Regions from separate parts of the Mus musculus genome. Here regions 1, 3, 4, 5 and 6 are each linked to region 2. The links are chromatin contacts, called in public ChIA-PET, Hi-C, HiChIP or PLAC-seq and promoter capture Hi-C maps. All regions are on one chromosome and are shown on one strand. Each heading gives the region's core, a stretch centred on a gene start, on an enhancer-like site or on the middle of the called end of the contact. The rest is flanking DNA. Distances are from core to core; before and after follow the strand shown. Region 1 holds the start of Erich6 (glutamate rich 6). Region 2 holds the start of Pfn2 (profilin 2). Region 3 has its middle 35 kb from the start of Eif2a. Region 4 has its middle 42 kb from the start of Tsc22d2. Region 5 has its middle 55 kb from the start of Tsc22d2. Region 6 holds the start of Tm4sf1 (transmembrane 4 superfamily member 1).

Region 1 (3,518 bases), core at 23-2,522, 790 kb before region 2:
TCCATTGCCCTTCAAGATCTTCCATTCTTTTAAAAACACTCTGAGCAGTTTCTCTCTGCCCCACCCACAGGAGTATTGGACAATTTCTGCCACTCACTCCCTGGTCTATATTCTAATGCCAGTGACCTTGATGAACCCTGCCAAGTAGTTAGGTACTCTGGCCAGCTACTTAAGCAGGCTTCTAGGTAGTGGCCTGACTCTACACCCAACAGAGACCTGGCTCACAGTAGTGCCCAATAAATATAGTGTCAGATTAACAGCCATCAAAATAATTGCTCAGTGAACCAACCACAAAACAGGATCATGTGGGTTTGTCTAAATGAAACAAAAGTTAAGGCCACTGTGCCACCACATAGTCCCCATCACAGAGTTGTCCTGCCTTCCATTTGACCTAAACCTTAGGTCCTCTCCCAAAACACTTTAGGGGAAGTCTGTCCTCGACGGGACCTTCCAAGGGCATCACACTGCAGCTAAACCCAGGTGCCTCCATGTCCCTACTGCGGTGTTCCCAGTGGTCTTTGGATGATATATGTCTAAAATTACAGGCCACTATTCCATATTCATCAATATCCACAAATATCTTAAAGGAATGGTTGTTCCCAGCCCCCCCACCCCCCACAAATAGGCTAACAGAAGTCAAGTGACAGAAGAAATCACACATAGTGACTCATAGGCCTGACCCTGGGCATCTAATGTTCACCATACTTTCCTGGATACTATTTTTAGTATGTGCAAATATTTCACAAAAGAAAATAATAATTTAAAGTACCATGAGTTGAAACAAGGCCCCCAAAACAAAAAGTGGCATGTGGTAGACAGATATCGCTGGAATTTTCTATTTCCAAAACAAAAGGATGGATCAAAGAATCGACCAAACTAGGGCTAGAGTAAACCAAATTATCTCAGCAGCAATATATCTCCAAAAAGTCTTACTAAACAACAAATGTAAGGCAATGTAATCATAAGACGGCAAAGAAAGGCTGGTGTCTAATATAGTAAGCAGAGTTTTACTGGAATTTCCAATAATCATATTTCTAATAAAAATCAAATTCCACAACTCCCTCAGTGCCAAATGACATTATGGGTATCCTCCTTAAAAAGCCAGAAGGTCCGGCTCCAGGGAAAGGGAGGTTGCTTCTCTGCTGGCTAAGAGGGGCTCAGAGACCTAGAGAGCAAAGGCAGAAAGAAGCTTGGCAGAAAGAAGCTTGGCGCAGGGTCCTGAGGCTTTAAACCCTGAAAGGTTCCGAGGTTGCCCTGGGAGACAGACGCTCAACAGCTGCTCCGGGGTCGAGCGCTCCGGGGCTGCCCACAAACATGCGCCCGCGTCAGGGAGTGCGGAAGCCTGGAAAGAGGAACACAAAGTCAAAAAAGCCAGATAAAGCCTCGAAGGGAAAAGAGATGGTAGAGGCAGAGAAAGCGCAGAAGATGCAGAGAGAGCAGGGGGAGGAGTTGGAGCAGGAGGGACAGGAGGAGGAGGTGGAGGAAGAGGAAAAGGAGGAGGAGGCCAAGGAGGAGCAGGGAGCTCAGGAGGAGCAGGAGGGGCAGGGAGCTCAGGGGGTGCAAGGGTGGGATGATAGGGAGGGCCAGCCGCAGGAAAGCCAGAACCTGTTCCCTGAGTCGTTGAACGAAGAAGACATCTGGAAAGCCATAGGCCCCAGTGAAGGCTTTGACGAAGACTCACCGGAATTTCGTCCCCGCTTAATTAGCGTGGTCAGCCCCAGCCTGAGCACTATGTCCCCGCCCAGCAAGGTGTCCAGCCCCTCGTGGGGCGAAGAGGAGCCGCTGCCGCTGCCGCACAGGGAGGGCTCTCCTCCTGCTTCCAGCAGCGGCTCGTCCCACAAAAGTAGCGTTGGGCTTCTCCCTCCCTCGGGATCCTGGCCTGAAGGGCGGCCGGTGCTTCCCCCTCCCCCTCTGCTGCCCTTAACACTAGCAAGTCTTGGCTGATTGCCATGATGGCCCCTAGTGTGGGATCTAAGGGAAATCGGTTAGTAAAAGTAACAGGCCACTCCTGGGGCACTAGTGCCTGTGGGGTGCTCAACTACTTACTGAAGCAGTTCTACCTAACACCTTAACACGCAGCGTTACTGTCTTCCTTTAAAAGGAAGCAGAGCATTTAGAACGAGCTTCTTGGAGTCAGAGTTCACATTTTACTGTGGGTGTATCTTAACTGTTGGGGGAAAGGGTGGTGGTGTCTTTGTGCATTCTAGGATATATTTTTTATCAGCATACACAAATCATACACACACACCTGTGACAACCACCCTGTTTCTGCCCCTCACCAAATGTTCCCTGGGGACAAAATTTCCCTTGGAGAACCGGAGGCATGGAGTGGCTAAACTGTTTAATGTTTCGTCTGACAGGCTATCCCAAAATATTTCAAACATTTAAAAAGGACTTGTCTGAAGTGACTGTAGATAGGTAAGAAAATGTTTTCAATTATCAGTATTTTTTAAATATTTAGTTAGTTATTTAATGTATGTGATTCCACTGTTGCTGTCTTCAGACGCACCAGAAGAGGACATCTTATCTCATTACAGATGGTTGTGAGCCACCATGTGGTTGCTGGGAATTGAACTCAGAACCTCCAGAAGAGCAGACAGTGCTCTTAACTGCTGAGCCATCTCTCCAGCCCGAAAAAAAATCTTTTCCTCAGCAAACAGAAAGGAGCAGAAGCTAAGTTGGGATCAATGGCCTGCAGCTACTGGCTCAGCCCGGAGAAAGTAAAAGCAATTGCACTCACTGAATGGAAAATCTTATTTTTTTTTTTTTTATTTTTAGACAACAGGATTTACTAACATCAGATTTCATGCTCTTGGCCTTGGATTTAATATACTGGCTCCTTAGTATGCAACTGAGGCATGTTTATTACTTTTCAATTTTAAAATGCAAACTGTACCCAAAGTACTTAACAAAACAACACACATATTATAAAAGTAATATAATATAAAAACTGCCAAGTAATATAATTTCCTATGAACATGGAGCTAATACCTCTTTAGGTGCTGTTTGGTTGACCTGGAGGCCAGCCACTATGTTGGACTAGCTGGCTAGCAAGACTCAGGGATCCATCCGTCTTTATCTTCCCATTGCCAGGATTACAAAGCTTAACTCCCATGCACAGCTTTTTTTTTTTTTAATGTATTCTGGGGCTGGGGGTGGAGGATGGAACTCACAGCCTTGTGTTTGCAAGGCAAGCTTATTACCAGCTAAGCTACCTCTCCCCCTCTCCACCCCTTCAACTATAATTTTAAAACACATTTTCACTCGCTTTATCAAAAATCTGGTTTAAGTCTGGACTTCCTTTCCTTTTTATTATTTTTTATTTTTGGTATTTATGTCACTTTTAATTTCCTAGGATTCCGAATTGTAAAGAATTTAAACCTCTACTTTTTGGTTTGTCAGCATTAGTGACGGTTTATAAAATATTAACACTAAATCCACTACTGCTTTCTTCTACCTCTTCTCATTTATTTTTTTTCTAATTAACAACAAATTACATAGAGAGAGAAAGGGTGGGA
Region 2 (3,448 bases), core at 378-2,877:
ATTGGGAGGTGTGGCCTTGTTGGAGGAAGTATGTCATTGTGGGTGGGGTTTGAGGTTTCAAAAGTTCAAATTCAGGACCAGGACTCTTCTTGTTGCTTTGGGATCTAGATGTGGAACTCTCAGCGATGCCTCTGTATCATGTCAGCTTGTATACTCCCAAGCATGATGATAATGGACTAAACCTCTAAAACTGTAAGCCAGTCCCTTTTAATTTTTTTTTCTTTGTAAGAGTTGCTGTGGTCTACAGGGGAACGCCAGGGCCAAAAAGGGGGAGTGGGTGGGTAGGGGAGTGGGGGGTGGGTGGGTATGGGGGACTTTTGGTATAGCATTGGAAATGTAAATGAGGTAAATACCTAATAAAAATGGAAAAAAAAAGAGTTGCTGTGGTCATGGTGTCTCTTCACAGCGATCAGAACACTAGGACATTAGTTTTATTTTTTAAAGTCCAATAAATAAATAAGCAAAAGTTCAGTGATGCTATTATAAAATTGTCAGTGTACCCCACAACTTTAAAATTGACAACAGCTTGCAATCTATTGGAGCTTTCTTTCCCTTAATAGGCAGGTCAAGTTTGTCATCCATTTAAACTAGTCATCACTGGGGAACATCTGATGCTGGGTCTAGACCCAGCACATAAAATTAATAAAGATGTAGGTGAATGTTCAGAGACCCTTAAACCACTTCCCACCCTGTCTTATACAAGTCTTCCTCAGATCTAGATTCTGAACTATTTTCACCATCTAGTACAGTGGGTCTCAACCTGTGGGCCTCAAACCCTTTGGGGTCACATATCAGATATCCTCCACATCAGATATTTACAGTATGATTCATAACTAACAGAATGTCAGTTATGAAATAGAAACAAAATAATTTAAGGTTGGGGGTCAGCACAGCATGAGTAACTGTATCACGGGGTCACATTAGGAAGTTTGAGAACCACTGGTCTAGTTCAATGACTCCTTTTCTAGCTTGATTATTCTTTGTATTTCATGGATGTATTTAACGCACACTAACTTTTGCAGTTACCAGGTGCACATAGGGTCTGTTTTGTTTAGAATTTCTGGACGACTGAGCCACACTCATGATGAGCAGCACTGGGTTCAGGGCAAAAGCTCCACTGAACCTGAAGTTCCTTGTACTCAAAGGAGGCAACAAAGAGCATAGAGCTGCTCTGATTTCAGGAGCGTGCAGGCGCAGCTGGCCAAGGTCTTCTAAGAGACACCTCCCCAAGTGTGGGCCATCCGCACTGGCCGCTCCCACTACAAAGGGTAAACCCTCCGCATCCCGTCACCAGGGCAACCCTGCCACCCGACACCGATGCTGTCAATACCGCGTCCCCGAGCGGGCGCTTGAGAGGTGAGCGTGGCCGCTGGGCGCCCAGAGCTCCGGCACCCCACGGCGCCCACTCAAGCTGCTTCGCCTCCTAGCCGGTGGTGAGGCCTCCGCCGCCGCGCCCCAGCCGCACGCCCACTCGCCTCCCGCACGTGTGGGCCGTGATTGTCCCCGGCGGTATCCCTCCGCGCCCCCGCCTCGGCTCCCCCGCCCTCCCGGGGACCCTCGCCGGCTGCGCTGCGGAAGGATCGCACGCACGCGCGCGCACATCCCGCCGGCCGCGGAGAGCCGAGGGAGCTGCGGCGGTGTGAGACGGCCGTCACCAGCCCCGCTGCCAGCGTCGCTCCGCCGCCGGCTCCTGAGCCCCGCGGCCGCGGCCGCCCGGCGCTCCCCGCTGCGGGTCCTGTCACCGCCCGCCGCAGTTCCCCGGAGAGGGGCGGTCGGTGCCTGCGCAGAGCCGCCTCCTCCCCGCCCCCGCCCCGCCTCCACCGCCGCCGCCGCCGCCGCCGCCGCTGCCGCTGCTGCGCCTCTGCTCCTGCCGTCCCCGCTGCAGTGCGAAGGGCTCGAAGATGGCCGGTTGGCAGAGCTACGTGGATAACCTGATGTGCGATGGCTGCTGCCAGGAGGCCGCCATTGTCGGCTACTGCGACGCCAAATACGTCTGGGCAGCCACGGCCGGGGGCGTCTTCCAGAGCATCACGGTGAGGCCCGGGGGCGCCAAGCCGGCAGGTGTGCGGCGGGCCTCTGAGAAGGGGACGCCCGCCCGCGAGGAAGGGATGCGGCTAGGGCTGAAGGGAAGGGTACCGCCGGCTTCCTCGCCCGCCCGCGAGGAAGGGGATGCAGCCGGAGCCCGGTTGCGGGCAGCTGAGCCTGGGGATGCTGCCCGAGGCCGCGCGGGGGCGGGGCGGCCGGACTCTTCGCCCCGGCGGCGCCCCGGCTTGCGGCTGCCAGGGTGGAGGAGGGGACGCCTCCCCGGGAGGCCCTCGGCGTTCGGGGAGCCCTGCGGGCTGCAGTGCGGGTCCCCGGGTGTGGGCGGGGGGAATCTGGGCGGCAGGCTGGCCCTGGATCTGGTTCGGTTGTGAGCGCGGAATGTGGGAGGCGGCAGTGGCCGGATCCCGGGAATTAATGGAGTGACTTTGCGTAGGCTTGCGGGTGTCCAGGCCGCCTAGGCTGGAGAGAAAGGTACGCGGACCACGTAGGTGGAATGGTGAATCTACTTCAGCTTGTGGTTCTATAGTTTTTTTTTTTTTTCCTCCAAGATGGCGAACTGCCATTGATTTCTCTTCTCCACCTATAGAGATTCATCGATATACTGTTATCCCCAGTTACGCAACATAGCTCTAAAAAGGGGATGGTTTAAGGGTGATTTAAAAAAATCTGGGGAGTCGCTGGAGGGGGATAACACTTCTCCAAGTCACTCCCTCTTTAGTGATGGTAGTAAAAGAACTAATACCGATTTATGCTTCACGGTGCCTCCTTTTCATGTGACTTGATGGCTTTTGACTGGGTTGCCACACATTTGGAGAATATTCGTCAACCAGTCTCCAACACTGCTTATTGTTATGCTTGTTTCTATGCAATGCTCTTTAAGATTTTGACACCAGTATCAAGTACAGGACCATTCTCTTAATTTCTTTGCTCCCCACTCCCACTCCCTCCCCTACCACATAACAGAATTCAAGTCCCATATCACAGGTGCTCAGCATTTTACTACTTAATGTGGTTTAACAAATTAGTGTGGATTCAGTCTGTGACAGGAGTGCTTTAAGATCTCCTGTCCCCATGTGGGAGGCCACAGTTCCTATAGCGAATTGACATTTGGTGATTAACTTTTTTTTCTGCAGTCTTGTCTTTGTGTGTGAGTTCCCGCTGTCTGGCTTAAGAATATTGCGGGAGTATGCTTGGAAATGGCTGGGGCCTGCTATGACTCTGCAGTTCTGATGGGGGCGACGCCTTCCTTCTTATTCATGGAACGTTAGAATGAACAGATTCTCTTTTCCGGTTCTGGTGGCTACCTCACTTTCTTTACCAATGCCCCTCCATTTTCTCTCTGATTTTGCTGTTGCTACCGCAGTGCTGTAGACAGAATCACTCTGCATTTGTCCAGAAGGAAAGC
Region 3 (3,272 bases), core at 542-3,041, 640 kb before region 2:
GTCTTCCAGCTAATTAAACCAACACCTACGCCATTGCCTTTATTGCTCCCAGTATTCAAGTTGCCCCTGACAAACAACCTTTCCTTGATACAGTTCTCAGTTGGACTAGACATTATGATGGACATAGATACAAAATAAGTGGGCTGAGATTGGCTGCCTTTGCTTATTATGATGCAATGGTCCTGGCATATCAAAAGGTGAATCAACCTTTGTGGGGGTGTTTATCTCCTGGCCAATGACCGACAGGTCTAGCTCCTTTAAATCTTAAGGGATGAGACAATAAAAAAATAGTCTGTAATGCTCTGATCTCTAGGACAGGTAAGTGTCAGAGGTAGAATTCAGGTTTTATTCTTTTCACCAGGAGGATGTAGCTTCTCCTTCATGGGCCTCAGCAAAATCCTGATATTTCCATCTTTTCCTTCAGTACTTTGAATTCTAAGAAAGGGCATTTGTCAAGTCTCTCTTTCCAGTGTTACCAGGAAAGTAGGAGACGTTGCCTTAGAGTTATTCACTGAAGGCCTGCTCTTGGGCTGGAAAGATGGCTCATGGGTTAAGAACCAATTCTGAACTTGTAAAGAACCAGACTTCTATCTCTTCCTCCCATGTCTGACAACTCACAAGAGCCTGTAACTCCAGCTCCAAGGGATCTGATGTCTTCCTTGGGCAAACGCACACGGCCCCCACACAGGCCAGTATGCATAAAGATAATTCACAATAGAAACACATCTTCAACCATCTAGCATTATGTAAAAGGACATCATCATTATATCTATTTTTCAGAGGGGAAAGAGGTGGGGTGTGGCAACCCGTGCCTTTCACCTATACTCTTGTATAGCAGAGGCAGGTATATATCTGTGAGTTTTAGGCTATCCTGCTCTACATTGTGAGTTCTAGGACCGTCAGGGTTATCTAGAGTGACTCTGTTTCCAAACACAAAAAATATCATGCTGCCTGTTACAATATGATAATGTCTCCGCTGTAGTCTTTATGCAGTAATTAGCTACACTGGGCTCTGATTGCTTTGATCTGTTCATCTGTTTTTGAGGTATTGGATAATACCTTAAAATTTATTCAGGTGAGTTTCTCTGGATGTAATAATCCAGGATTTCTCAAACTTCATAGAGCATACACAATGTCTGGGAGTTTTGTTAAAAATGCAAACTGTGATTCAATAGGTCTGGGATAGACTTGGAAAGCTACACTGTAGTAAGTTCCCAGGTGATGCTGATGCTGTTTATTGTAAAGCAGCTGGAGAGTAGGAGGGTGACAGGCAATCCTTTCCATGCATCTCTTCCAGTGTGGAAACATCAACCTAAGAGTTTATTAGACATTACAGCACGTACCTGTGATCCAGGCACTTAGGCCATTTCCAGTCTAGCAGGAGGATTGTTGAGAGCCTGTGAGGCCAGCCTGGATCACATAAGTATTAGGCCAGCATGCCTTCCGAGCAAGACCTGGTTGCAAACCCCAGCCCTCCCCAACAACAACAACAAAAAAGATCTCCAGAGGAACTGAAACGAGGGCTGTGTTCTGATTTGTAACCACCAGGTGGAGACCACACAAAACTAAACCATTTCCTGCATTTTGTGTGTGGTGCTGAGTTTGAACACCTTAATCGACATTCGGACTTCTCCTAAGTGCCCTCATTGTGCTGACCGCATAGTACCAAACACTTCATAGATTTCAGACCGCCTACAACTCAAGGCAGATGAGAATCATAGCATGATCGAGTCAATGACCTTAAAACTAAAAGTGAGCTAGAGGTAACACACTGCCGTGCTTTGAAAGCTGAGGCAAGAGTAGTGATGGAGGCTGATGCAGGGCCGCGTGCAGGGCCGCGTGCAGGGCCGCGTGCCGGGCGGCACTGCAAGACTGGGTTTAAAAAAAAAATGAGTAAAACCCAACCGAACAAAACAAAAACTCTAACATTAAAGTTGAGATACATGTATACTCTGAGCCTAACAAAGTAAGAATATTTCCATGTTACATTACCATCACTTACGGTGTGTATAAAATGAACAGCAACAGGGGGAGGAGGGGAGGAAGAAGGTGGTGGAGGGTGAAGGGAAGGAAGAAACATGGGGTGGGGCAGGGAAAAGGAAGGGAAGGAAGGAGGGGGAGTTCTGGTGCCACCAAAATTGAAGGATTGTCTCACCCTGGGGAAGCTACTTTTTCTTTGTAACTTTAGCCTAGCTGTCTTTTGAAGTGAGATATTCAATATTCACAGTCAGGTTACCTTCCTTGATAGACTCTTTTCAGGTAGGGGTTTCTTCCTACACAATATGTGGAGGTTATAGTAATCAAGTAGCCATATAATCACTCTGAACATTATTACCAGTTAAGCTTATTGTCTGTGTGGGTGTGCTGGCGTCTCATGCCTGCGTGTCTAAAGAGCCTCGTGAAGACGTTCTACTGACCATTTCTCTCCACAGAGCAAAGACAGAATTTCCTCTGTGGGAATCACTGGGTAACAGCAGATTCTGCTCTTTGATTCTAAAGAGATCTAAAAGTTCAGCCATGTTGGCTCATCAAATGGTTATGTCTGACGCTCACTTCTCTGTCAGGAGTTGGATACCATGCAGCTCAGCACTAAGACAAAGGTCTCCCTGAAGCTCTTATCACTTACGTGTCCCCTTCATGCCATTGGAAGTGGAAGTAACTGAGGTGTTGGGAGCAACCTTAGGAAAAACCCATCTTGTAGGGATTTCGAATTGCTGCCGTCGTTGACGTGTCTATTAGCTCGTGTCATACGAAAGTTGGTAGCTCTTTTGACAAAAATCGTGAGTTTAAAAAGTGGAGAATAAGAAAGAAGGAGCTGTCGGGTGGTGGCGGCGCACGCCTTTAATCCCAGCACTCGGGAGGCAGAGGCAGGCGGATTTCTGAGTTCGAGGCCAGCCTGGTCTACAAAGTGAGTTCCAGGACAGCCAGGGCTACACAGAGAAACCCTGTCTCGAAAAACAAACAAACAAACAAACAAACAAACAAACAAGAAGGAGCTACCTTCCTACCTACTTTTGAAAAAGCAAACTATCTTATGGACAGTCACGTATGCAACTGTGGACCACTTATTCAATCTAAATGTCCAAGTCTCAGAGATACAGCATACAGCCCGAGGGTGTGTGTACAGTGATTCTTCAGGGAGCTGGAAGAAATACCAGGAATTTTATTTACTTTTTCCATCTGAAATGTTGGAAACTGTACATGGGTCCTGCAACAAGTGTTCTTAGCCCTTGAGTCACCTTCCTAGCTCCCTAAACAGATTTTAAAAAACA
Region 4 (3,273 bases), core at 278-2,777, 520 kb before region 2:
CTGCAGACTGAAGCCATGTTGATATACACCGTCTAGGCTGCCTCCAAGAACTTTGCCTAGGGCCATGGTCCTACTGTACCAGGGCCCGTATTCATGGTCGGTGCTGTTGCCAGAAACCATGGGGAAAAGTCCTTAGTCCAAGCTCCAGGTGACTATAAAGAGCAGGAAAGCTACTTTGTGATGTCGATAACTGCTGATGCCCAACTGAGAAAGAGGGACTTGGAAGGCTTCTGTAATAATCCCTCCCGATGTCTCGATGTAGCAGCCTAATTAGGAACCATCGAAAGAGAACTCTTAAAAATTCACAACTGATGGCTTCTGGAGGAGGGCACAGATGAGAAACTCAATTTTCTTTAGGGGGCAGGCCACTGGGAGTTTAACTATGCTCCAGTTAGTATATGAGCCATACAAATTGGACTTGTTGTTGTTGGAGGAGGAGAAAAGGAGGAAGAGGGCATGGAAGGACTGGGAAGTGAGAGCAATCAGGGTGTACAAAGTGAAATTCTTAAGGAATCAATAAAAACACTATTTTGAAAACAATTATTGACTCCCAACAGAAATGCATTTCCTCTGTCACATTGCTCTAAACGTTTCTAAGGCTTTGCTCTCAGTTAGTCTTCATAGTTTATAAATTCTTCGGTCATCTGCTGGACTAAGCTTTGAGTAGCCTGCTCTAGGATAATCTGCCTTGATAAACCCCTCTGCTCCTTCCAGCTCACATTCGCAGCTTCTGCTAAGTGCCTGCTTTTGAGTCAGTCACCCTATTACTTTACGCTGTGGACTCCTTCGGGGGCATGTGTGGGAGTCTTTTTAGTCTTTCAGTGCCCAGCACCTACCACAATGCCAGGTAAGGATTTATGTTGTATTAAGTTTTAGGAGGGAAGGATGGTGAAGAGTTTCCTTCCTTTTGTGCTTTTCAGGGTTGGTTAGTTAAACACACACACACACACACACACACACACACACACACATCAGAAATGAGAAAAATGTAAGCATTGTTTTAACAACTGATACTGTAGAACAAGTTGATACCTACCTCCTGTGGCCAGTGACAGAGGTCAGTTTGTGTGAGCAAAAGAAACGAGGCTTGGCAGCTCCTGCTCTCACGGAGCAGGGCACAGGCTCCTCCTCTTCCCACTGTCTTTCGACTGGTAAGATCGTCAAGAGTTTAAAATGACTAATTTTAAGAGACGGGCAAAGTAATTTTGTATAAATGTTCTGTTGAAAATTAAGGCTAGAAAGTGCTGTCTTTCCTACAGCTGTTCCTTTCTAAGGCCTGGTGTTCCTGGAATGTTCAATGGTCACCTCGATGGCATGATTCAGACACTGCAGTAACTGAATATGATCATTTAGAGCATAAGGCACGGGCCCTGACTTTTCTGTTCTGACAGTGGTGCTGTTTGCACAGTTGGTTAATCACAGCTCGAAAGTGACTTATCGGTGATGTGTAATATGACTAAGTGAGCGGCTAAGCAGTTTCATTGTGATCCTGCAGTCACTGGAATTCCTGTCACCTTTCCAACAGTTAAGTCATTTTGCATAACAGCAGGGTGACATCACTGAGTTGCCAGATTATTGGCTGAAGACAAGAGGGAGGGTGGGGGTGAGAATGCTTCCTGGGCTGTAAAGCTTTCCCAGACCTAAATGAGTGGCTTATGCTGTTTCTGCAGTACACTCTGGAGCTTCGGAGTGTCCTACTGCCCAGGCTGAAGCCCAGGAGGGGAGTGAGCAATGTGTCTAACTGTAAAAGTCTCTTCCCTCCACAGGGCTGGCCCTTAAGATGAAGGGCCAGAGAAAGGAGACAATGACAATGTTGTTGTCTCTCTCTGGAAGGACTGATTTATAAGACGCAGTTCACTGTCTGCTTTACACGTCCACACTGAAGAAACAGTCAGCTGGGGCCCAGTTGCAAACCGCTTATGGCTGAAAGCCTGACTTATTTCCAGGGGAAATGGTAGTCTAGATTAGTCATCAGAGAACACTCAAACTTCCAATTTATTTAACTGCTTAAAATCTCATGCTCTAAAACTACTGATAGAAATGCCCCCTAAACTAGAGATAGGAGGGCAACTTATGATGATAATGTCCAATAATCATTATTTACTGTGTGCCAGTGTTGTAAGGAATGAGCATATACCAGTGGGTTTAGTCCAACAAAACAGCCACTACTGATGTCTCTAAGCTACTGAGAAGGGAATGGAGATGCTAAGATCTCACAATCAAGGAAGACTGAGGGCAGAGAGCTCAGTAGCAGCTCACCAGTCTTAGCTGTTGCCTCCCGTTGCCTTATTGTGATAACGACAATTCCACTTACTGCTCCTCCGTCCACTGAATGCTTGTAATGTAACCAGCTCTGAACAAGAGCCATGCCATCCCTTCATTAACCCTGCCCGTGAAATGATCCTTATCATCCCTGTATGGGAGATCGGGAACCTGGGATGGGAAAGTTCTGCCACACAGAGGCAGATGTCGAGGTGTGGTGCCATCCCTGCCTGGCTCTACATTCCATGCATTTAACACAGTGCTGTACTGTTTCAATAGCTGCTGTTTGTTGAGCAACAACTAACGTGTGAACCAGATCGTAGGTATTACTGGCTAGGTTTATAGGTTTATAGGGGCAGAAAACTAAAGTTGTAAGGGGTCAGGCAGTTTGTCAACTTCTGAGTGGCAAAGTCATACCCTCCCTCCTCTTCACCTCCCTCGGATCTAGAGCTGTACTGCAGGTCTCATGCCACAGGACAATAGGGAAGTCGAGGGAAGGGATGGTTTCTCAAGGGACTCTGAGATAGTCTGAAGATCTCTCAAGGAGTGGAGGCTGGTAAGAAATGGCCTAGAAACCACCTAGGGTGGTGCTCTGACTAAGAATGTAAATCTAGATGCCCCGAAGCTCCTTCTCTATTTGATGAGTCTGTGATCTGCTGGGTATGGGCAGACACCTCTCTCACTTCAATTCTTTTTCTTTTCTTACTGGACTCAGCATTTTGAAACAGCACTGCCTCATTCTTCATTTAGCCCAGAGCTTAGAGTCCCCTCAGTTCTCTTGCCTTGTAAGGGTTTTCTCCCTGCCCCTAGCGCAGCTCTTGCTCCGTAGCACATATTCAGTTCTCTGGAATGCAGCCACACATAAGCATGACACATATTTTCAGGAGGCTCTAGAAATGCATCTGGTAAGTGGATTTAATTTTGTTAAAGGGGAAAACATATAGGCACTAGGCTATGTAACCTACTAGTTTCATGGAAGGCACCCCTGCCTTTAAAATGCAACAGTTTACA
Region 5 (3,335 bases), core at 195-2,694, 620 kb before region 2:
TAAAGGTCAAGTCTGATGCTGTGTATAAAAAAGGAGTAAACTGTTCTTTGTAACTTAGATGAAGCAGCTACCAGCCTTGCAATAGGGCAATTCACAAGCACTGTGTAGATGACAACATTTATTCTAACCCAAATCGCTGACTGGTAGGGCTGAGCCTGTCCTGTGTTGTTTGGTGTACTGATGAGTCCCTTACAACCTTTACACGAAGTGAAACTGTCATTTAAAAAAAAGGGGGGGGGGGAGTATGCACTACTTGTTAAAAAATATTTTAATAGTCTTTTCCTTTTTTGGGTCTCATTTTGTAGTCCAGGCTGGCATAGATTTACTAGATAGACCAGCCTGGCCTCAACCTGTAATCCCTTCTCAGCATCCCAAATGCTGAGATTATAGGTGTGAGCTACCACACTTGGCTTGACAATCCACATTCCTGACAGAGGAGCAATCACACTGATCTCAGAGAGCTGCATGAAAGCTGCTTGAGGGGAGGGTGTGTTGTTATGTGTTATCGGTATTCTGTTCATCCTGAATGGCCAGCTGTTAAACACAGAGCCCAAGGTTTATAGATGTCATGACCTGAACAAGCCAGGTACACATCTTCAACATGTTTGTTCCAGAAAATATGCTTTCGTCCCTTTGATCCTGAGCCCATGGAAGCACAGTGGGAGAAACATGGAATACCAGGTCTCTTACACTATAGCTGTACCTCTGGTCAATTCTGAGATCTTGGGCAGATTACAAACTCCTAAACATGTCTCCATACTTGTCAAATAAGCAAATTCTTGCTGTCGCTAGCCATTGGGTAGTTGTGCTGTTCTAAAAGGGTAAGGAGGAAATTTTTTGTCAAAAGGGTTGTAAATTTCCCAGTCTTTCTCCAGAGGCTCTGGTCAAAAATTGATAAAGAAAAAGACCATGGCTTTAACCAGGTGCCCAGAAAGTGGTAAAACAAAAAAAGCAGAAGCCAGCACAAGGAGTCATGTCCTACAAGAAGCCTATGAGTAAGTTATTACCCCAATACTTAATGATTAATAAAAAAAAAGTATAAGATTCATGTGGATCTTCATTTACTCCTTCAGTAATCTGAGTAATTAGTGCCAGAACATACAACTGTAAATATGAAAGCAGGGTCCCTCTCAGAGACTGCAGCACTGAGGCCAGTGGGTACAGAGGGCTATCAAAGGGCAAAGGGGACTTTTCATTTAACATCATACTGCTCAGCTTCTGTCTTTAAGTATTGATGCTCTCCTGCCCAGAGTCTAAGCTGTTCATTTTAAATTTCTGTCGCAGACATGATGTCGTCTCCTGTTCCTGTGCCTCTCCAACCCCAGGCTGGCGGTCAGGACCCAAGGGGTAGAAGCTCGTTTGAGGGTGTGATTATCTGAGAAGAGAATGCTTCCAGGAAGCTGTGTTTCTGGATGAGTCAGCTAGCTTCAGAGCCATTACTGAACGCTGAACTCGGTAGATTCCGGAAGTTAAGTCGGTAGTGAAAAAGCCAAGACTCACAGGCTCAGAACCCCACTTATTCCCTCTCTCTAGAGAATAGGACAGGGCAGTCTTTAAGGGGCCCATTTTCATTCTATAAAGGGACTTCTTTACAGCTTTTCTCAGTGATTGTCTTTGCAACAGCTGGCTATTAGGGGCAGGATGGGAGAGTTGAGAAAAAGGAAACCTGTGACGACTAAGATTGGTGGATGAGAGGAGGACCACACAGACCTAGGCTCTTGCACAATCTTGCACAAGATTATTAAGCTAATGCTTCAACACTAAGTCCTTGTCCTGAGTCACTTTCCTGTGTCTGGAGAAAGTCCAAAAGGATGATAAATTGGTCTTTGTGGAGGCATGTTGAACTAATACAGCAGACTCCATGGGTACCAGTCTTGCTGAGCAAACTATTAGACATAGTTTGTACATGCTGAAGTCCACTCACCCACTGCCATATCTCTTAGTAAGCATTCTGGCTCATGGGCTTATATGGAAGTATGTTCAGTAACCACATGGTAGAGGTTGAGCATGTACGAGTGGACTCCTTGTCTGTGTAATGACTCCCTGGGTTCTTGAACAGCTTCTACTGCTGTTTCTAGATGCTACTGTTACTCTCAAAGTAGCGTCAGTTGTGCCTGGATATGGGCTTCCCATCCTGTCTTAGTCACTTCTCTATTACGGTCATAAAACATCAGTCCAAGGCAACTTATTGATGGAAAACTGGGTTGATTTTGGGATTAGGGTTCCAGAGGGATGAGAGCCCATCACCATGACAGCAGGTAAATCTGGCACCAGGTAGGCATCATGGCAGGAATAGTGGAAAGCTCACATCTCAGAGCCACAAGTAACAAGCTAAGATAGCCCCAACTGGGAATGATCCAAGACTTTTGAAACTCAAAGTCTGCCCTTAGTGATTTACTTCCTCCAGCAAGGCCATATTTCCTAAACCTCCCAAAATAGTGTCACCCACTGGGGACCAAATACTCCAAATGCCAGAGGTTACGGTGGACATCTCATTCAAACCACCATATATCCCTAGCCCTCAATATATATATTTTTTTTCTTTTTGAGAGTCTGATTCTGTAATCTGGGTTAGCCTTCAACTCATGGCAATCCTCCTGTTTCAAAATGTTCTTGACACAGAAGTCACTCTGTGACTGAGCAGTAGAGACCAGTTGTTTTCAATCACCAACTTTTGTCTTTTCTTTCCTTCCTTCCTGGCTCTCCCTACAAAGCACCAGAGGTTTGGTATCCCAAATGAACTCACTTCATTTTCCCATAGAACAAGATATTAGTTCCTTACATATTTATTTTTGTTCATTTTTAGAACTCAATGTATTTTGAAATACTTCCAGTTTGAAACTGGAAGTAAAAGGAAGAAATAAAGCCCCCACCTTTCTTAGATGACTAGGTAAGAGCAAGGCAGTTTCTCTTTAGAGGAGTGTCCTTGGAGAGTGAGAGAAAGTGTAACAGAATGCATAGGCACATGGAATAATGATCAGTGATGGTAATATCACAAGAGTAGAGGCAATCAGACAGAAGCATTCAGCAAATGTGGTCTTTGAATCAATTCTGACGATATATAAAGTTGAAGCTTCAAGATCTGATTTAGAAATAGAGAACTCTACAAAAATGCAACCAGGGAAACACAAGCTCCAGGAATAGCCACAGGAAAAATAGCACAGATTACTAGAGTATTTTAAGGGGTAGGGAGAGAGAGACACACACACACATGGACCCTTTAGGTGAAGAGATTTCAAGGTATGACAACCATTTAAAATGTGCCATCACATCAGTCCTTCCTTTGGTCCAGATTCAAAGAAACTATAAACATGACAGAAGGGAGATGTGACTGT
Region 6 (3,396 bases), core at 896-3,395, 550 kb after region 2:
GCACTTGGTACAGATGCTCAACAGGATTTCTTTTCATTCACAACTGGATGACATAGCTTCTCTGTTTCTAGGGATCCCTGAAAAGTGGTGTTGAAAATCACCATCATTAAACACTCTTGTAACATCAGCAACTGAGTGAGCTTACCAAAGTGGGAGAGGGACAGACCAACGGCCAGCCTCTCCTCTGCAAGCACGCATATTATTGTATAAGGCTGAAAGGCAGATGGGCAAGGGAAGGTAGGGTGAACGCTTAGATCAGGAGGAAGGAAATAAAAGGGAATAGACTTTCTTTTCTTTCTTCTTTTTTTGAGAGAAAGAGAGAGAGAGAATTATTGTTAAGTGACCTTTAAATTTGAGATCCTTTGGCTTCATCCTCCAATATGCCAAAACCACAGGACTGCCCATGTCTGGATGAGGCTTGCTTATGTCTTATTCTGAACATAGGAGGTGTTTGTGTAACTGTGTGGCCCTTGTTTGTTAAGAGTCTATTGTGCTACAGTAACTAACACCAAGCTACTGGACACTAGCCTTCTTTTGAGCGTTGAGTTGCCAGGCAGGGTTCAGGTCAATCAGCTCACATCAGTGGAACCTCTTATATAAAAGATGTGAAATTAACCTTCAAACCTCGGGTCTCAGAAAAATGGAGTTCAAAGGGTGAATGTCTTGAAATTGTGGGTTTTTTCTTTTTTAGTTAAGAAATCCCTAAGTCTGTCTAGCTAAGTCTGTTTCTCATTAGACATATGAAGCAGTTAAAAAAAAAAAAAAGAATCAAACCTGCAGAAAAGAGAAATCCTGCCTGAGTCAGAAAACCAAGGAATAAAAATCCCAACTGTCACTTGTTGGCCTTGTGGCCCTGGCTTGCTTGCTTCCTCAGCTCACAAACTCCAACTTCTCACCTGGAAAATTAACTCCTGAAGGAGAAACAGCCCTGTTCATCCTCCTTCTCCTGCCCTGTGCTCTTCTCTCTTCAGCACAACAAAACTGGGGAATAATTACCTAAGTCCTGACAGCTACTGACATTCTCCCCAGGGCAAGCCAGATGTAGGAAGCAAGCCAACTGGGAGAGAGCCTCACGTTTGGGGGGGGGGGGCGGAGAAAACTTGACATCTCACATCATAGGGGGAGTGTTGGGAGTCTGATGTCTCTTGGTCCCATTTCACAATAAGAACCATGTGCTTCTCACTGTGTAGATGATTATTTAATTTTAATATTTCAGAGTTACAGACTAGTGATATGGCTCAGTGGATAAGAGCACTGACTGCTCTTCCTAAGGTCCTGAGTTCAAATCCCAGCAACCACAGGTGGCTCACAACCATCTACAGCTACAGTGTACTCATATACATAAAATAAATAAATCTTAAAATAAATATTTCAGAATTACTTATTTATTCACTTTATATACATAAAATTTATTGAAAATAGGTCCTTTTCATATATATGCATTTCGTATATATATATATATATATATATATATATATATATATATATATATATATGTATCTATTTATCTATCTATTACACATACATACATACACATATAGATTCTGATTACAGTGCCCCTCTTACTCCTCCCAGTTCTCCCCACCTTTGTTTTAATCTCTGGCCTTTCTTCTCAACTGGACCTCAGTAGCACTATTTTATTTATTTATTTATTTATTTATTTATTTATTTATTTATTTATTAGTAGCATTGTTTATAAAGCTGTAAGTTTGGACTGCCTACATCAGTACACTTCAGTTCTGGCTGCTCATCAGAATCCCTTGGGGGTGGAGCTTTTTCTGACCAGCTTTCGAGACTGCTTCCCTAGAGCCAAGTCAACACAAGTGGTTTTGAAGACCTGTTTCTAGCCCTGTGTAGAAAGCCAGGATCACAGGCTCTAGCTACTGAAAATCAAAGGAAATGATACTCCAAGGGGCAAACAAATCTTTCTTTTTCATTAGTGTTTGCACACAGTCTGTCTCATGCATGTTCTGAAACCCCAATCTAAGCCATCCACTAGGAAGTCAGACTGTGCAGCCTGTTGCTGGGCAGGGAGAACCACAGGCATGTTTGGAGCTTTCAGTTGTGGCCTAGGAAACGCAGGGAGTTTCTTGTTTGAAAAACACAGCTGAAACCTGGGAGATTCCTCAGCTGGGGGCTGCTGTGAGATGCTTTATGAGGTCTACCAGTAAGTGTGAGGATGTCAAGGGATAAGAAATCAACACTGGTTTCATCTTGAACCTAGAATTTTATTTTAACCCATGAACAAAGTGAGCTGCAGTTTAAAGAGGGGGAAAGCCGGGTGGCTGTGCGTTAAGACCATTTTCTACTGCTTCTTCTCAACTGCCCCTTCGCCTGTGTGTCATGATTACAGTTTCAAATAAAGGAAACTACAGACCACCTACATTAGTAGACTCCAACTCCAGGTAAGCATTAGACTCACCCACTGGGGTGTGCTTCTCCTCTTGGTTTCAGGCATGATGACTGAGCACAGTGACTTCTGTCATGTGTTTGCAGAGCTGCAGTTAACTGTGCAGGACTCAACAGGTGTGATCTCTGATGCAGTCGTATCTAGTGACACTCAGATCCTTCAGAACCTGCTCTGGGCACCGTCTCATGACTCAAAGAAAAGGTACAGCTATATTCTTTCATGTGGACTGAGAAAGTAGAACCAGGTTTGTTCAGAAAACCAAGTCCTACGGACAGAGAGAACAAAGATGCAGGAAGGAATATGACAAAGGCCCTCTTGCTCCCCTTTGCTCCCGAGTCCCATGGTCCTATCTGTTATTCTCATCTGAAATTTCATAATGAATGCTTCTATAGATAAGGCAGCTGAGCTTGTATTTGTTACTTATAGTCATAAACTCTAACGAGCATGGTCACTACATATGAGTTATAGCACTTGTCATACTCACAGGAGTAAGAAGCCAGTGTCTTCTAGACAAGCAAGGGACATATATGTAGATACAACCAGGAGAGAGAAGATCTGAGTATGAATCTATCTCTAGACTCTCACAAACACACGGAAATATAGGCTTCTAATTTTAAGTTCTTAAAGGTTACCAAGTTCCATTGCCAACAAGCTAAACAACCTTTGGGAAAGATTTTTGTTGTTGTTTTATGCTGTTAACATCTTCAACTCTAAGATGTCCAGTGTGGTCTATGAAAACACTGGCAGTCACTCTCTCAAGACTTCTTTCAACATAAAAAGCTATACTAACATGGCACTTAGTATCGTAGGAGTTTTCTGTGGAATTATTCTTGAAAGTATTGTGTACATTAGATGGAGTGCCCAAACAGGCTTGTGAATGATGAGTAAGATTTAAGTGCTTTTAAATTTAAATATGATAATTTTGAGTCTGGGGAGACAGAAAAGTTGGTAGTACTTTCAGTTCAAACGTGTGGATCCCCATCTAA

The links. Promoter capture Hi-C pulls out the DNA fragments that hold promoters and counts their contacts. A called contact is a pair of places that touch in the nucleus more often than the background predicts. ChIA-PET counts read pairs in DNA pulled down with a chosen protein or histone mark. HiChIP or PLAC-seq counts read pairs in DNA pulled down with a chosen protein or histone mark.
Region 1: a promoter capture Hi-C map of hippocampal neurons shows a contact between it and region 2, with 2.1 times the contacts expected there. The contact joins the promoter of Erich6 here to the promoter of Pfn2 in region 2. A contact is called at or near these places in 5 of 39 promoter capture datasets (the 3T3-L1 cell line, cranial neural crest, hippocampal neurons and 1 more), 1 of 484 Hi-C or Micro-C datasets (the G1E-ER4 cell line), 1 of 115 datasets of contacts at active chromatin or transcription factors (astrocytes) and 1 of 9 other capture datasets (liver).
Region 3: a Hi-C map of regulatory T cells shows a contact between it and region 2, with 11 times the contacts expected there. The contact joins the enhancer-like site here to the promoter of Pfn2 in region 2. A contact is called at or near these places in 15 of 39 promoter capture datasets (the 3T3-L1 cell line, 3T3-L1-derived adipocytes, the C10 cell line and 9 more), 3 of 15 datasets of contacts at CTCF or cohesin (the NIH/3T3 cell line, large pre-B cells and pro-B cells), 53 of 484 Hi-C or Micro-C datasets (the AML12 cell line, B cells, the Ba/F3 cell line and 33 more), 17 of 115 datasets of contacts at active chromatin or transcription factors (SST interneurons, astrocytes, bone marrow-derived dendritic cells and 11 more) and 3 of 9 other capture datasets (adipose tissue, embryonic stem cells and liver).
Region 4: a contact with region 2 is called in an H3K4me3 HiChIP or PLAC-seq map of stem cell-derived neural progenitor cells, with 5 times the contacts expected there. The contact joins the enhancer-like site here to the promoter of Pfn2 in region 2. A contact is called at or near these places in 16 of 39 promoter capture datasets (the 3T3-L1 cell line, 3T3-L1-derived adipocytes, the C10 cell line and 9 more), 8 of 484 Hi-C or Micro-C datasets (the G1E-ER4 cell line, Sertoli cells, adipose-derived mesenchymal stem cells and 5 more), 11 of 115 datasets of contacts at active chromatin or transcription factors (astrocytes, differentiating embryonic stem cells, embryonic forebrain and 5 more) and 2 of 9 other capture datasets (adipose tissue and embryonic stem cells).
Region 5: a contact with region 2 is called in an RNA polymerase II ChIA-PET map of memory CD8 T cells, with 11 read pairs. The contact joins the enhancer-like site here to the promoter of Pfn2 in region 2. A contact is called at or near these places in 16 of 39 promoter capture datasets (the 3T3-L1 cell line, 3T3-L1-derived adipocytes, the C10 cell line and 10 more), 2 of 15 datasets of contacts at CTCF or cohesin (large pre-B cells and pro-B cells), 31 of 484 Hi-C or Micro-C datasets (the AML12 cell line, B cells, the C2C12 cell line and 22 more), 14 of 115 datasets of contacts at active chromatin or transcription factors (SST interneurons, cardiomyocytes, effector CD8 T cells and 9 more) and 2 of 9 other capture datasets (adipose tissue and liver).
Region 6: a contact with region 2 is called in a FOXA1 HiChIP or PLAC-seq map of pancreatic cancer cells. The contact joins the promoter of Tm4sf1 here to the promoter of Pfn2 in region 2. A contact is called at or near these places in 1 of 39 promoter capture datasets (stem cell-derived epiblast-like cells) and 2 of 115 datasets of contacts at active chromatin or transcription factors (embryonic stem cells and pancreatic cancer cells).

Annotation. Positions count from the first base shown.
Region 1 is chr3:58,634,961-58,638,478 of GRCm38.p6, reverse strand. Erich6 (glutamate rich 6) reads left to right here and starts at 1,272. Exons shown (of 14, transcript NM_001081262.1): 1 at 1,272-1,843; 2 at 2,361-2,418. The coding sequence starts at 1,315. Gm46806 (a long non-coding RNA gene) reads right to left here and starts at 2,468. Exons shown (of 2, transcript XR_001783856.2): 1 at 1,682-2,468; 2 at 987-1,342.
Region 2 is chr3:57,845,936-57,849,383 of GRCm38.p6, reverse strand. Pfn2 (profilin 2) reads left to right here and starts at 1,627. Exons shown (of 3, transcript NM_019410.3): 1 at 1,627-2,033. The coding sequence starts at 1,902.
Region 3 is chr3:58,489,265-58,492,536 of GRCm38.p6, reverse strand. No RefSeq gene overlaps it. Among named protein-coding and RNA genes, the nearest start is that of Eif2a, 35 kb to the left of the region's middle. Within about 2 kb of position 1,791, at least 4 of the 459 cell types and tissues checked have an H3K27ac peak or open chromatin away from gene starts, as enhancers often do. A contact at or near this core is called in regulatory T cells, where this site is marked.
Region 4 is chr3:58,370,840-58,374,112 of GRCm38.p6, reverse strand. No RefSeq gene overlaps it. Among named protein-coding and RNA genes, the nearest start is that of Tsc22d2, 42 kb to the left of the region's middle. Within about 2 kb of position 1,527, at least 227 of the 459 cell types and tissues checked have an H3K27ac peak or open chromatin away from gene starts, as enhancers often do. A contact at or near this core is called in 3T3-L1-derived adipocytes, the SN4741 cell line, Sertoli cells and 15 more, where this site is marked.
Region 5 is chr3:58,468,305-58,471,639 of GRCm38.p6, reverse strand. No RefSeq gene overlaps it. Among named protein-coding and RNA genes, the nearest start is that of Tsc22d2, 55 kb to the right of the region's middle. Within about 2 kb of position 1,444, at least 112 of the 459 cell types and tissues checked have an H3K27ac peak or open chromatin away from gene starts, as enhancers often do. A contact at or near this core is called in the C2C12 cell line, CD8 T cells, the G1E-ER4 cell line and 11 more, where this site is marked.
Region 6 is chr3:57,300,737-57,304,132 of GRCm38.p6, reverse strand. It overlaps Tm4sf1 (transmembrane 4 superfamily member 1), which reads left to right and starts at 2,145. Exons shown (of 7, transcript NM_008536.4): 1 at 2,145-2,405; 2 at 2,497-2,611.